2 separate regions of the Gossypium hirsutum genome follow, and region 2 is linked to region 1. Evidence: chromatin contacts called from public Hi-C data. All regions are on one chromosome and are shown on one strand. The core of a region is the stretch at or near the end of the contact, and the rest is flanking DNA. Distances in the headings are between cores, read along the strand shown. Region 1 has its middle 16 kb from the start of LOC107954398. Region 2 holds the start of LOC107956095.

Evidence for each region. Hi-C and Micro-C count contacts between places; a contact is called where the count stands out from the background.
Region 2: a Hi-C map of leaf shows a contact between it and region 1, with 2.4 times the contacts expected there. The contact joins the promoter of LOC107956095 here to the enhancer-like site in region 1. A contact is called at or near these places in 9 of 34 Hi-C or Micro-C datasets (fibers, hypocotyl and leaf).

What each region holds. Positions count from the first base shown.
Region 1 is chrD07:21,540,767-21,548,417 of Gossypium_hirsutum_v2.1, forward strand. No RefSeq gene overlaps it. Among protein-coding and RNA genes, the nearest start is that of LOC107954398, 16 kb to the left of the region's middle. Within about 2 kb of position 4,510, at least 3 of the 9 cell types and tissues checked have an H3K27ac peak or open chromatin away from gene starts, as enhancers often do. A contact at or near this core is called in hypocotyl and leaf, where this site is marked.
Region 2 is chrD07:21,577,315-21,584,965 of Gossypium_hirsutum_v2.1, forward strand. LOC107956095 reads left to right here and starts at 2,739. Exons shown (of 2, transcript XM_041096679.1): 1 at 2,739-3,802; 2 at 3,952-4,268. The coding sequence starts at 3,064. The coding sequence ends at 4,037.

The sequences.
Region 1 (7,651 bases), core at 3,260-5,759:
CGACCCGCTCCAGCCTGGGATTCGCGTGTTTTTGTGCGGAAGGTCAATTTGCGCTTTTAGCCCTTCCGCTTTTAATGGGTTTACAATAAAGTAATTTTAGTTTTTAAATTTTACCCAAGAAATTTATCGCGTCTTCAATTTGGCCCCATCGAAGTTGACCGTTTTGGAGGCCTGGATAATTTTCCCTTTTGGTCCCCCTCCTTTCGTGTGCATCATGATTTAGTCCTTTTTACGTTCTTCATTTTCAATTTCGCCCCTAGGGTTCTGTTTAGTTTCAATTTATCCCTCTCCTTGTATTTTTGTTATTTTATTATTAAAACTAATAAATTATTATTATTAGTAGTATTAATATTATTATTAATATTATTGTTATTATCATCATATTTTAGTTTATACTTATTATGTAAATTTTAAATATATGTGTCTTATTATGTTATTATTATATAATTGCCTCTATATATATATATACACATAGATACATATTTAATATTTACATACATATATACGCTTATATTTTTTATATATTTTATAATTTATATATATGTATGTATTTATATGCACATTTTAAATTTTTATATATGTGCATACTTACATGTATAAGCCATTTTTAGAAACTATTCTTTTAGATTGTCTCCCTGAATTGAAGCATTATCTTGAAATTTTAAATTTACAATTTTAACCTTAAAACTATAAATTTTTGTGAGCTTCTGAGCCTATAGAGCATATTTTTTTCGTGCTCATTTTATTTTTGGTTGAGTATGTCAACTAGATTTTTTATTCTAGAACATGTTTCGGTTATGCGTGTCGAGACCACATTATTGATTTGATATACTGAAATGATAGAGACACTTAGGATTTAACCTACTTAACCTCTACATAGCTTACTTGTTGAATTAACCCTTAATAAACCTCGTTGATCGTAACACATTTTTTTCTTATCACTCGTTTATGTTAACCAGAAACCATATTAATGTTGCAATTTTTTTCTTATTGACTCCCTTTTTGTCAAGATTCGATTTGATTAGTTGTCTATCTATATTTCTTCATCTGCATTGCTGAATTTCAGGGTGTTAACTCTTGTTAAGTTTAAATTTCAAGTAATTATTAAGTAGGGGAGACTCTTATGTTTTTATGCCTTAAAAATTTCTGCTTGGATTGCTTATGTTCTTTACTGTCAATTTAGTTAAATTTTCAATGCATGATTATTTATAGATTATCTTAAGACATTTTCGGTGAAAAAAATAAATTAAAGGAAGTTAACTTGAATGTGTGTTGAGAATTTTGCTTGAGGACAAGCAAACGTTTAAGTGTGGAGATATTTGATAAGTGCTAAAAGTAATATGTTTTCACCTCATTCTTAATGTGTTTTGGGTGATTATTCGATGCCAATTGTGAGTTTTATGCTCTTAATCTTTTAAATTCATGTTTTAATGCTTGATAGAGCATTTGGGAGCAAAATGAATGAAAAATGAATGAAAATCGGAGCTTCGGAGCAAGTTGCAAAAGCCACACAGGCTGAACCATTCCATACAGCCAGACTACAAGGGCATGTGGTAGGTGGTGTTGATTTCATAGGATTACACACCGAATAGCAGAATATCATGATTTTTAGGTTTTTCGGGCATTCTAAGACATATATGACAAAAATAAGAAGATGGGAGAGAGCTATTAGAGAATACTCAAGAAAACAACTCGAAAAATACCATTGAACCCGACTTTGAAGCAAATTTTAATAATAAAGTTCGAACAATTCAAAGCCATATAAAAGATTATAAACAACCATAAAATCCAGTTGTTAAAAACAAAAATCTTAGAAAAAATAACGACGAAAATACTTATAACCTAATAAGATGATTAAGTAGAATGACGGAGCTCCCGATATGCCGACCTGATCAAATTTGTGGGTTACTTGAAATCCAAACATATAGGCTAAATGAGCTTGTAACAAAGTGTGTAACTTATGTATACAATCAATCATAATTATGTATAACATATATGTTTTCGATTTCTCTTTAATCAGACAGTTCTCAAACTCGAATACAGAGTCGGAAACATAAGATATCAGATATAGTTACAGAACATATTAGATATAGATACAGAACAGATTAGATACAGATGTAGATTCCTACCCCATCCGCTGTACACCTTCTCTGTCCATCCCTACACACCATATAGGGTATCAAGTACTCATCCATCCCTACACACCGAATAGTGATTGTATGTCACATTTCAAAATAATTGCAGACTAGCTGCCAGATCAGAATGCGATAAATCGCCAGAATCAGATATATGCTTGTGGCTTAACCACAAAAATCGACAGATTATTTAACTGCCCACACTTTCTCCTCTATACAATCCCAACCCAATGAAGATGCAGATTTTAACAAATATCAAATATGCGTATATAGTGGTACAAATTCAAATCATACTCTTGTAATATTGTCACACTTATCAGATTTCATCTAAAATATATGTGTAAATAACAAATTATTCAGTAACATATCATCAAATAATGAATTTCATTGCATATTCAGATTCCACAGACCCCACAGTAGGCCCACAGTCTATTTGAATGACGTTTACAGTCCTTGGAAAAATTTTCAGTTTTTGGCCCACACATCCGTGTGGATTCACACAGCCTGACAGATGCCCCTGTGGCTCATCACAATGCCTCACATAGTCTGTCACACAACCTGGCACACGACCATATAACCCAAGTCGGAGAGTTACATGGTCTAGCACACAGCCTGATACATGCCCGTATGACTCAAGTCAGAGAATTTCATAGCCTAGACACACGCTCGTGTCATTCACCCATGTGACTCACCACCAAAACAACCCCTCACATGGCCTGGGCACAAGCCCATGTCGCACGCCCGTGTGACCCAAGTCAAAGAGTTACATGGCCTACCACAAGACCGTGTAACTCACATGGCCTAGGCACATGACCGTGTGACGTCGACAATAATGATTTTTAGCTTTTTCCATTCGTAGAAATTTAGGTTTTTGTTACACACTTGGTGGTATGAGTTTGACGTAGAAGCAACAAGATGCTCCCAAAACCTAAAAACGACAATCAATTGTCCAATTAAACGATTTAATCGAACTAAAACGCTAATTTAACATTCAATCGAACTATGTCAAAAACTTCGACGCAAAAATCCAACTCGAAAATCATCCACTCACCCTTGTACTAAACAACAATACGTGAACTAACTCGTTGGAGGGACAATACCATTAATATCTTCACCTAAAAGAAAGCCAATCGAAACTTAAACAGGGAAATTGAACAACATAGGTAGAAAACCAATTTTGAGAAAAATGAATGAAAACGAACATCAACAGAAATTTAACAACAAAACTTACACAATTAATTTTCAATCAGAAACAATGAGACATGCAATTTCCCTCGACAAAACAACTATAAAAGAAAGAGGGGAAAAAAAAAGAAACAGTTTAGTTAATTAAAAAATACAAATTTTACGGAGTAGTATAAAAATATATTTCCTCTTAACTTACACAAAGACTCAAACACAAGATCAAAGGCATACAGAAGCTTAACCACTAAACCTCTAAGCTCATCGTTGACATAAGTTAACGCAGAATAAGACTTAAGTCACAAGTTCAAAGGTAAGAGTTCAACCGAAACAAAATAGAAAAATTTTTCAAAAGTAAGACTTGAACCCCTAATCTCAAACACATAAGCAAAATACTTAACCACTAAAGCAAATACTCAATTACCACAAAATTTAACAAACAAACATTCAAATTTTTGGGGCGTTACATTTAGGGTAGTTCGTTTGGTAAAGGTTAGCTATCGAGTGTTCTCGCAATTAATTTACACACAGAAAGGTTGGTGATATGAGATGTCCTCAATCATAACTGACTTATTGGTTGTAGGAGAAAATTCAGTATCCAAGAACAGTTTGAAGCCGAAGCCTAAATCGTGCCTGAAGCTAGAGTGTCATCACATCAATTTATTTAATATTATTTCGTTTTATTTATTTCATTGCAATTTCAATCTTGATTTGTTTTTTTAATCAAATTTAATTCCCGTTTATTTCATACAAGTTGACATGAGTCATGGGCACGACAACTGCCAACGACGTGTTCTAGTTATAAGGAAATATAATTTTAAATATCCAATTCCTGTGAGATCGATCTTACTCCTTATATTACTATTTATATTCTATTTAGGTATAGGAATTTTATTTTATCTTATTTTATTTTTTTCGACACCATCAATAAATATTGATAATATTTATTTAATTACTTTTTTTAAAATGTGTTAATTAATATATGAATAAATATATTCAGAGCTTATCCTCTGGCAAGCACAATAATGGGTGAAGGCCCAGGCTAGGCGGCCATTGCCAGAAACATAAAACATTGGAGCAATCACCAACATTTTGATTCCAAAATCCAAAATATTAGTTAGGTGGTGAAGGCCCATAATGAAACATCATAGGGCACATGTTGACCCCCAAGCCTACAAACGTACAGGCCCGAATTTCAGATCTAAATGGGACAAATGTTGGCTGATAGACTCATCTCTCTACCAGACCTACCCAGTCGTCCACTCAACAGGATGAAAACCTGGGTCAAGTTTTGCCACCATGGACTCTTCACAATGTCTAGCCCTACCATCTTTGACGGCATTTAATAATCCCCATCATTGTTTTTTGTTTAGCTTTTTCATTATTCAAATGAGGCCAACAGGAATCATTGTAGCTCCTAGTTTACTTTAAGCAAATTAGTTTTCTATTTCCACCTCAAAATTTAATATAATTATTGAATATTAAAATAACTTTTTTAAAGTGGAATGCAAATAAATGTTTTTCAGGAGAATAAAAGTTTGAAAAAAAGAAAAAGAATATTAAATTTCCATTAGGAGTAGAACGTATTTGTAGAGATGTGATATTAGCCTCACATTTAGATTGCTAATTAATTGCATCCATTTCCTTCCACAAACAAAAAGGGAAGCAGACAGAACAAAATCATGGAAGAAGATGCCTACCTATCTTAACTTTGCATCACGATATAGTTTTTTTTTATTTAATATTTTGGAAATAAATCAATCAACCCGACTCAAACCTCTTTTTCTTCATTCAACCCCAATCAAACTATGGACAAATCTATATGGAGAAACCATTGTTCATGTCTTGTTTAACTAAAGTGTGGATATGCTTGGCTTCTTCTTTTTTTAACGTTTTTCAATACTTTTATTTTAAAATGCACCATTTTGAAACCTCTGTTTACTTATTTATTTTGTTTGTATAAATAATCTTTTATAAAAATAATTATAAAAGAATAATAATTAAGTAATCTAAAAATATGAAATACGAATATTATTAGATATTAAAATTCTATATTTTTAATAATATGAAAATATATATTAGAATTAAGGGTAAACTACACTCAAAGTCACTAAACTGTTAGTAAGTTTATGTTTTAATCACTTAACTTCAGAAGTTACAAAATGATCACTGAAGTATTTGAAATTTCATTTAAGTCTCTGAACTATTCAAAAGTTTTAATTTAAGTCACTTGGCTATTAAGTGTTTTTTTTTAGTTCAGGTTGCGAGCTCTAAGCAATGATTTGGCAATCAATATGGTTGATTAGTACCCATTGACAAATAGGAAAACATACCTTAGATCCAAGTCAATCTAACGGTCAGTATCGAAGAACAGAGAAGAAAATTGTTTAGATTTTGGTTCACAAATTCGCGACATTTAAAGCTATTTCATGAAAAAAAAACTGAATTGTAGAAAACAAGGGGAATGAGAGCTTTCGATTGGTGTAGGGCCATACAACAACGATTTTAACAACCCATGACCATTCTGTAAACTTAAATGAAAACTTTCGAAACTAATAACTATTTTATATTTTTTAAAATTATGTGACCAAAACATAAACTTACAAATAATTTAACAACCTAAGGTATAATTTACCCTAGAATAAAATAAAAAAATATTAAATGAAATAAAATTATGACACATTTTGAAAAATTATATCTTAATTTAAATAAAGAATTTCAATTACCCAAATCTCATTCTGGAATTACTAACAAATTTCATTATTCTTACTTAAACAAATAAATTCATTTTTAAATTTTTTAAAATATTAATAAAAATGGAATTACATCTCCATATCCCTCGTCCAAATACATTCACTAAATCTCATAAATATATATATTTATATAAAATTTTGTTTTCATTCACTAATTTTTTTCGTATATAAATTTATACATATCTTAAACTACTCATAAACCTTAAAACTCCTAAATTAATTAAATAAGAGGAATATTTCATACTTAATCACGCTTAAATGCATGCCATCCAAATTGATATAAAAATACTGATGCCAAATAAATAAAAATTCAAGTAGCTATTTTTAGTATTTTAAAAAAATATGTATCCTTAAATGACATAATATTATTTTATTACTACAAATTATGGTTTTCATAGGTCAAGTAAGGCCACAACCTGATTTTAAAAAAGTTTGAAGTCTGAGCTCGGTCCAACCTGATCCACTCAAATTGTATCATTTCCAACCCAGCTCAAATGTTATGGTCGAATTATGGAGGTCACACTAGCCACCGAAATGGTCCGGTGAAACATTCAGTTTTTGGATAAAGTCAAAAACTCATTTCATAAAAGAATTCAAGTTTTTACAGAGGATACCGATACTAATTAGAAAAGTATCCATGCTTATTTAAGTATCGATACGGTTTAAGCATTCTGCCAATTTTGAAATTTATAAAATGCTATCAATCAGTATCGACACTTTTATAAGTATCGATACCAATTTGGCATTCTGTTTATTTTGAAACTCGTTTATTTGATCAAGTATCGATACCTAATGTCAGGGCATCGATACTGTTCGTCAGAGCTGGAAAAAATCACTTCTTAAAAACTTTTATTTCATGCTCAAACGCAACACCAAATTACCTAATGGTCCATTCAGTTTCAAAAACACATTTTTTATGGAAACATCAGTTTGTTTTAGTTATTCCTTTATTCAATCTCAACTCCAAATTTGTTATAAAAATCCTAGTTGTAATTATTTTAAAGTAGTTTAATAGTTTTAAAGTTCTTAGCCAAGTTCAGGTTTAATGTCAAAAATGAGTAAAGCCAAAAACTCAAAAACTTATGAGTAACAGAGTCCATGCCACAGTCCAATTAACAAAGCAAAACCAAATAGAGCTTATAAAATAGTTTAGAAATACGTTTTTAAGTAAAATCCAACAACAGTGCTCCGAGTGCTGAGTCTGAGCCCTAACTTTACGAGTTATCTAGAAATATAGGAAAAATTAAAGGGGTGAGCTGTGAAGCTCAATGTGGTCATAACACATAAGCAACAAGTATATAAAGCAGTAAATAATGGCATACAAGCTTACAGTGTATGGTACATATTTGCATCATAATATTCACAGAAACACAGTAGCTACTTGCATACTTTATGAATGTCAGTGTAGTGCACTACCCAATCTAGCCCTACAAACCACAGTAAGAAAATAGTAACAGTATGGCATGTTATTGATGTTAGAAAATAGTAACATTAGCAATGTCATGTGACTAATATGCGAACAGTAACTGTTATTTGTCTAAACAGTAATAATAGGCATGCTTCAACTGTAAAAGTAAAAAT
Region 2 (7,651 bases), core at 1,489-3,988, 35 kb after region 1:
CACAGTATTTCTTGGTCATGAATTTTTGGCCTACGAACAACTCCTCACATTCGAGATATATGACCAATCGATGAGCATGTAATATATTGGGGTACTCCGGAAATTTGGATACATGTGCCGCATCAGGATCTACGATCGACATATGGGCCCCAGGATCATTGCGTATGACAATGCCTCAACTTGGGTTCCCAATTGAAAACGCGTTAACATTTTCATCGTCATTCCCACCTTTGTTGTCAATATCATCCGAGACCTCGTCATTCCCAATTGAAATCACTATAATCTTCAACCTTTTGATCAGAAGGATCATTATTATTATATTCATTATCACCATCCGTATTGGTCTCAATCACCACGAGATGTATTTGTAAATGGGAACCTAAGTTAAGGTTCTCAAACGCAAGTGAAGCATTAAAATCGATGTCGAAACCACGTACAGTAGATCGCCTATTAATAGACGCTTTCGGAAGTTCCGTGCACAGATCTTAAACTTCATGCTGGTCACTTAATGGAGTGAAATCTTCAACTGGCTCGGCATCAGCAAACTCAACAAACAACTAAATTGATTCAATTTGGCCACTCTGATTTTGATAATAAAGTGCAACCATTATCCCCACGTCTTCATTGTCTACAAGTTCCATCTTGGTGAATTTGATGGTATTTGTCAACAATAAAGTGCAAAAACGCGTTCTATCACCTAAGGGGAAATTTCAGAAAAGCGCATTGACAAGGATGCATTTTACCCCATGTCAACAAAAACACGTTGACATGGGCACGATTTTACCCATGCTCAGACTAAGTTTTCAAAAAAGATTATTTTTTTAAAATATTATAAAAATAGACCAATATTTTAAAATTTTACGAGAATAAGCCTTTATAAAAATCTAAAGTGGCAGCACAAATTTTTTTTTGATGCCACCAATTAATGTGTAAATAAAACTTACAAAGCAGATCTTTATATAGATCCAAAGTCTCATTTCCTTTGTTTTCTTAAGCTATGTGGGATGTGAGATATGTGTATATATAGACTCATGAATAAGTTTGCAGCTTGTTCCTACACAATGTGAGATTCCTTCCTCTTTTAACTAACATCAAATTAAATGCTGCACTATATTTTATATATTTTTTACTTATAAAGTTTAAATTTTTTTACAAAAAGTTGACATTTGTTACATTATAAATAAAATTTTTAAACTCTCTAAGTTAAAAAATTATAAAATATAAAATGAGTATAGTATAATATTAAAAAATAAATATTTAAAAAATTACTAATAGTTGAGTGATCATTTTGTAAGTTTTTATAATTTGATAGCCAAAAAATCATAGTTAAGTGACTACTAATGTAATTTAATCTAGATATAAAAATATGAAAAATAATTATTATATTTTATGTATATTATATATTTCTATAGAAAAAGTTATTTAACATAATTATATACTATATTTAAATAGATTATCTATCTAGTCAAAATACATCTGAAATAAATTTATCAGCATTTATTAGGTGATAAAAATTAAATTAAAATTAGGATTAAAAAATTAATGAGCATAGTAAAATATTAAAAAAAAGATATATCAATTTTTTAAAACTACAAAAAAGAAATACTATTTGAGTACCAAATACTCACCATTTATTTATTAATCAAACATTCACAACATAAAATAAAATAAATAATAAAAAAATTAAAAGTATAACTTCTAAATTAAAATAATGAAAAATTATTTTAAAAATTAGAATTGCATGGATATTAACTTCAAACATTTAAAATTGAATAGAAGGTAACTACATGTACAAGTTTCATATGTGTATAGCCTTTAATCTTATGTTGTTAGTTAAAAGAGGAAGGAATCCTACATTGTCTAGGAACAAGCTGCAAACCTATTCATGACTCTATATATACACCACATTGTGTAGGAACAAGTTGCAAACCTATTCATGACTTTATAATTATACATATCTCACATCTCATATTACTTAAGAAAACAAGAGAAATGAGAGTTTGGGTCTATATAAAGAACTACTTTGCAAGTTTTATTTCCATAGTAATTGGTGACACCTTAAAAAAAAAGTGCTACCACTTTGGGTCTTTATAAAGGTTTATTCTCGTAATTTTTAAAAAAAATAGTCAATTTTTATAATATTTTAAAAAAATTGTGCTGACATGAGCGTATTTTTACTAACATAGGATAAAACGCGTTGACGGCAACGCATTTTTTTTTTAATTTCCCTTTAAAACGCTTTCATATATATGCGTTTTAAAATTTTTAACCTATTTTAATAAATAAAATTTTAAGTGACCTATTTTCATAAATAAGGTTAGAAATGAGTGTTTTTCTTTTTTCAGTAAAATAGTCGTAAAAGAAAAGCCTCATTTATAAAAAAGAAAGTGAAAGTATAAATGAGGAAAAGGAATGGGCAAAAAGCAATGACACAGTATAGCGTACAATGATTTCGAAACAGGGCTAGGTTATGGGAAATCGTGAGGGCAGGTTTTAATCTTTGGTAGTGAGTCGTGACTCGTGACCCAGTGACGAATGAAGTGGAGTGGTGTTAGCAGCAGGAAAAGAATTTGTGTGGAGCTACGTGTCCTTGAGCAGATCTCTACGTCATTTGGCTCAATATTGCCATGTGTAAATATCTTGTAATCATTTTTAATAATTATTAAAAAAAAAAAGGCCAATGGTCCGAAGCTTCTTACTTAACTAATTTGATTTAAAACCAAAATTACAATCCCAACCTTTTGCCAACTACCAAAAAGGAAGTAAGAGGAAGTGATTGAGCACTGAAATGGGTATCTCTGTAATTAAAGGCTTCAAATTTTCTGGGTATAAATTTGGTTGTTCAGAGTGAGGAGTGTGTTTATTTTACTTTTTATTATGAAATAAAAAAATTAATGAATGATAACGCCACAGCTTGTTAATAATGTGTAGCCAGCCGTTCTTTTTGTTTTCTCTCTAATATATCACTTTGATAACAGAAAAAAGAAGAAGAAAAGAACACTTCAACTTCATCGTTCTTTTAGTTTCGTTTCTTTCTTTTTTTTCTTTTTGTTGTTGCGAAAGATGGCTTCAGATGAAAGTATGACGGTTGTTTCGTCCATGGTGGAAGATGACTATGACGATATTGATGTTGGGTTTGAGCATCAGGCTCATACATATAACTTGTCGAGGCTTTCCATGTGTACCAGTTCCATGTACACGAACGAGGATGATGATGATGATGATGATGATGATGATAATCTGGGGATGTATCTGTCGAGGTTGTCCTTTGATGCAGATGTTGATGAGGAGTTCCCTGGCAAAGAATTGCTTCAACTCTCTTCTGACTCCGACAAGGAACCTAGCTGCTACTCTCTTCCCGCCACCCCACCTCGCCGGAGGAACGGAAAAGCGGTGTTGTCTCAGGAGCTGATGGGAGTGGCGAAAGATTACGCAAGTGAAAATGAAGCTCAAAAGGGTGGTTTAAGAAGGTCAAAAGGGAACAACAAGTTGAGGAAGAGGAGGATTACAAGAGATAGATGGGAAGATAATGAGAGTAAAAGCTGCAACAAGAAGAAAGATGGGGAATTAATTGCAAGTTACAGCAACCATAGTGGAAGTTTCAGTGGGGAAAGTGAAGGGGGTAGTGCGGGATTGGTGGTGATTACAAGGCCCAAAGGTGGGCAGAGGTCGCTGTGTATGGACTTGGAGGAAGTGAAGGCGTGTAGGGATCTTGGGTTAGAGTTGGAACATGAGCGTATGTTGGAGATGCCTAGTAGCGGTGGCAATTCTCCGATCGCCAACTGGCGTATCTCTAGCCCTGGTTAGTCAAAATTACCTTTAATTTGGACCCTTTATGCTTTCTTTCTAAGCCTAACAGGAAACTAGGGAATTACTGATTGTTTGATTTATATAAAGGCTCTGCATAGCATTTTCAGTTCATCTGATGGGATGTTTACTCTGTAATTTTAGGTGATGACCCAAGAGATGTGAAGGCTCGGCTCAAGGTGTGGGCACAAGCTGTGGCACTTGCATCCACATCTAAACATTGCAGCTGACTAACTGCTGCTCTTGACTATCATCGTCGTTTCCATTAAAAAACCCTTTTCGATTTTAGTTTCTTGCTTCCTAAAAAACCAAGTTACACTTATGTACAGCTTTCCACTTGTAAATATAAACACTGTGGATTATGAAGCTAGATGGTAAGCTTAAGCTTAAGTTACACTTTGTAAGCAGCAAGACTGAAGGCTTAAGCATAATTTCAGTTTCGAGCAGTGTTTGTTGTATCAGTTCTCTGTCGTCATTCTTTAGTTTTGACTTGGATATGGTTTTAGGTACAGTGTTCCCAAAAATTGCTGTTGTTAGAAACAAAAAGAATTTGTTCTAAATAACCTCTATTCTAACCAAACAAATCGCAGTGCCCCCACTGTAAACAGAGTTAAGCTCACAGGTAAGATCGGGGCAAACTTGAAAGCTAAGGGTACTGATCGAAGGGCTAAACTCAAACAATTATTATTATTTTAAAACCTAAAATCTAACAAATCAATTATCAGCATTGTCTATATCTGCTAAGAGAACCAGGCATTTGCTCTGTTAATGACCAATGCTAATGTAGTTATGACATGGATGACAAATTATATTGAGAAGATTACAGCCGCAAATGTTAGTTATATGTGGCTCAGTAACATCAGATCAATCTCAGCTAAGCAATTATGAAGGCTACTTGCCCTTTTAAGCTTTATCCCCTAAACCCTTTTATGTTCTATGTATTGAGTTGATCAAACACTTAAAAGTCTAAAACCCAAGGAAGGTGTAGAAGTAGTAACTGAAGAGTAAGCACACCCCATGCATAACGCACCTCCAACTCTAGTTCTGCATAGTTAATGAAACCCATGAATAAAGACTTGTAGTTCATATAGCAAAAATAAAAAGCTGATCCAAACTGGTTTGTGGCCCGATCTTTGGAGCTAAGATCCAATGAGTATTTTGGGTTCTAATATTTTGGGCTCCATTTTGTTACTGATTTTTATATGTCTTCTGTTTTAGAGTTCTTTCTTTCTTTCTTTACTTTACTTTTTTTTTCTTTTTTGTTAATTCTTAGGTAAACTACGTGACTAAATTATTCATAAGTTTACGTTTTGATAATTTAATTTTAAAAATTTACAAAATAGTTATTAAATTATTTGAAAGTTTTTATTTAAGTCATTTAACTATTCAAAATTTTTTATTTAAGTCACTGGGTTATTAGGTTTTTTTTTTTTTAAAAAAGTTTGACTAGCTACAATTTGATGATCGGTACAGCAGATCATGAAAACAATTGAACTTTAGAAGAGAAGAGGAAGGAGAGTTTTTAATTGGTGCAGGCGGTGCGAATAGAGAAGGCCATACAATAATGATTTTAAGTTTTTAACAGCCTTTTATAACTTTTTGAATAGTTCAATGACCATTTTATAACCTTTTGAAATTGAATGACCAAAATGTAAATTTACTAGTACTTTAGTGCCTTTGGCTGTAACTTTCTCTATTTTTTTTCAAAAAGAAATTAAATAATAAAATCCAATATATTATATGATCAAGATGTAAAAAAATATTATTTTTTAAGGAGATACTGTTAGGTAGCTTTTAGGATCCAGAATTTGGATTTGAATTTAGATTTTAAAATTTTAGCATGGTTTATGAATTTATTATGTTAAAATTGTTTATTTGAGAATTAAAATATTTGAAATTTAAAATTTTGAATTAATTTAAATTTGTTGTTTCGATAATTCAAATTTAGATTTGGATTTCAATTAACTTTAAGTCCTAAAAATATATTTTTTAAATTTATTTATTTAGGAGAATTTTGAACATTGTTGTTTGAATCAGACCAGACCAGTCGATCAGATTAGGAACTAACTAGGGTACTGGTATTGAGAAATACATTATATTAGAACTGCTCATGGGCTGAGCCACCCGTTCAAACTTGAAGTCCTGCCCGAGAAATGGGAGGGTTTGGACAAAACATGAGGCCCAAAAATGGGCTTGGGTAAAATTTAAGGCCCCTTTTCTATATGGATCGGGCCTTGTACAAGATTTTTTGGCTTAAACCCAGCTTGAATATATTATGTTATAAAATATATTATATTAATTATATATGTTAAATAATAATTATATATATAATTATATTAAATCACTAGCCTAATAACAATTAGACTTATTACGTAAAACCTAAAAAAAAACTTAACCTACTAAATAATCCAACCCAAAATTTATTTTTTGTGTTTTTTTTAATGTTATAAACATATATATTTATATTTATATAAAAAAAACTTTTATTTTAGTGCATTTAGTGTATTATATTTTCAAAAAAAATTTAAATAAAAAAACTAATTTTAAAAAAATCAAATATAGGTGGGCCAAGTTGGGCCCAAGTTTATCTTTCTTAAATGGGGTTGGGCTTGGGCAAGAAAGTAACCCCATTTTATGGGCCAAGCTCAGGTTTGAAAAATTGGTCTAGATACCTTGCATGGGCTCGACCTGAACCTGGTTTGGTCCGGCCCTTGAGCACATCTACATTAGAGTAGTTGACTTGGGAACCAATACAGACAGACTGATTGGGTGGTTGAATCAGTTAAACCAATTTTTTTTTAATATTTTTATTTTTATGATTTATTTAATAGAACCAGACATACCAATCGAACTGGTTGGACTAGCTACAATCATATACTTTGATTTATACTTAAATAAGGGGACTTACTTAAGTATTAATTAAAAGGTAGGGGCTTATAAATTAAAATTGTGGAAATTACAATATAAATGAAAATTTTGAATATTTGTACTACATTAAATTGAATGCATGAAGCTTTTTTACTGTTGGAATAAGAAGTCAAATGGGTTGACTCATGAATTGGTTGAACTAGTCGGATCAATTCTATCTATTTTTAAATAATTTTATTTTTAATAATTTATTCAATTGAATTGACTGGACCGATTGAATAGGTTGAACTTGAAACCAATGGTCTAACCGGTTTGCCTACGGATCTAATTTTAAAAAACTTGAGCTTCGTTGATGATATATTATAAGTAAAATTAATTGTTTATATTTTGAAAGAAGTGCGAAAGAAGAGAGAACAAAAAAATTCTCATGTTTTTTAATCAATCTTAAAATTTAAAATCCAAAATTTATTTTTTTATGAAATTGAACTTGTATCCACACAAATTCAAATCAAAATTTTTTTATTTGTTGTATTCAAATCAAAACCTTTTATTTATTATTAAAAAAATTAAAATTTTAAATTCAAATTCAAATTTTTGATATAAAATCATGATTTCCAAAAATAAGTATATTTGATAAAATTTTGTTTTTCATTTTGCTGTCTTAAGTCTTAAGTTACTCTAAGAGAAGTCATCATTGGTATACATCATAGAATCCTTTCTTAGCCATAATCAACATAATTAATTATTATCAAGGATGAAGTCATGAATTTGATATTGGAGCTAAAATAAATTATAAAAATTTAGCAGTCAAATTAAGAAATTTACTTTTAAAGGTTTAAATGGAACTATTGATTATTGTGAGGAATTAAAAATGTTATAACTTCATTAATAGAGTTTACATCAATTCAATTTCTTTTTTGAATTTTAAAATTGAATCAAGGTATTCGGTTTTTTTTTTCATTTTTTGAACCACAAC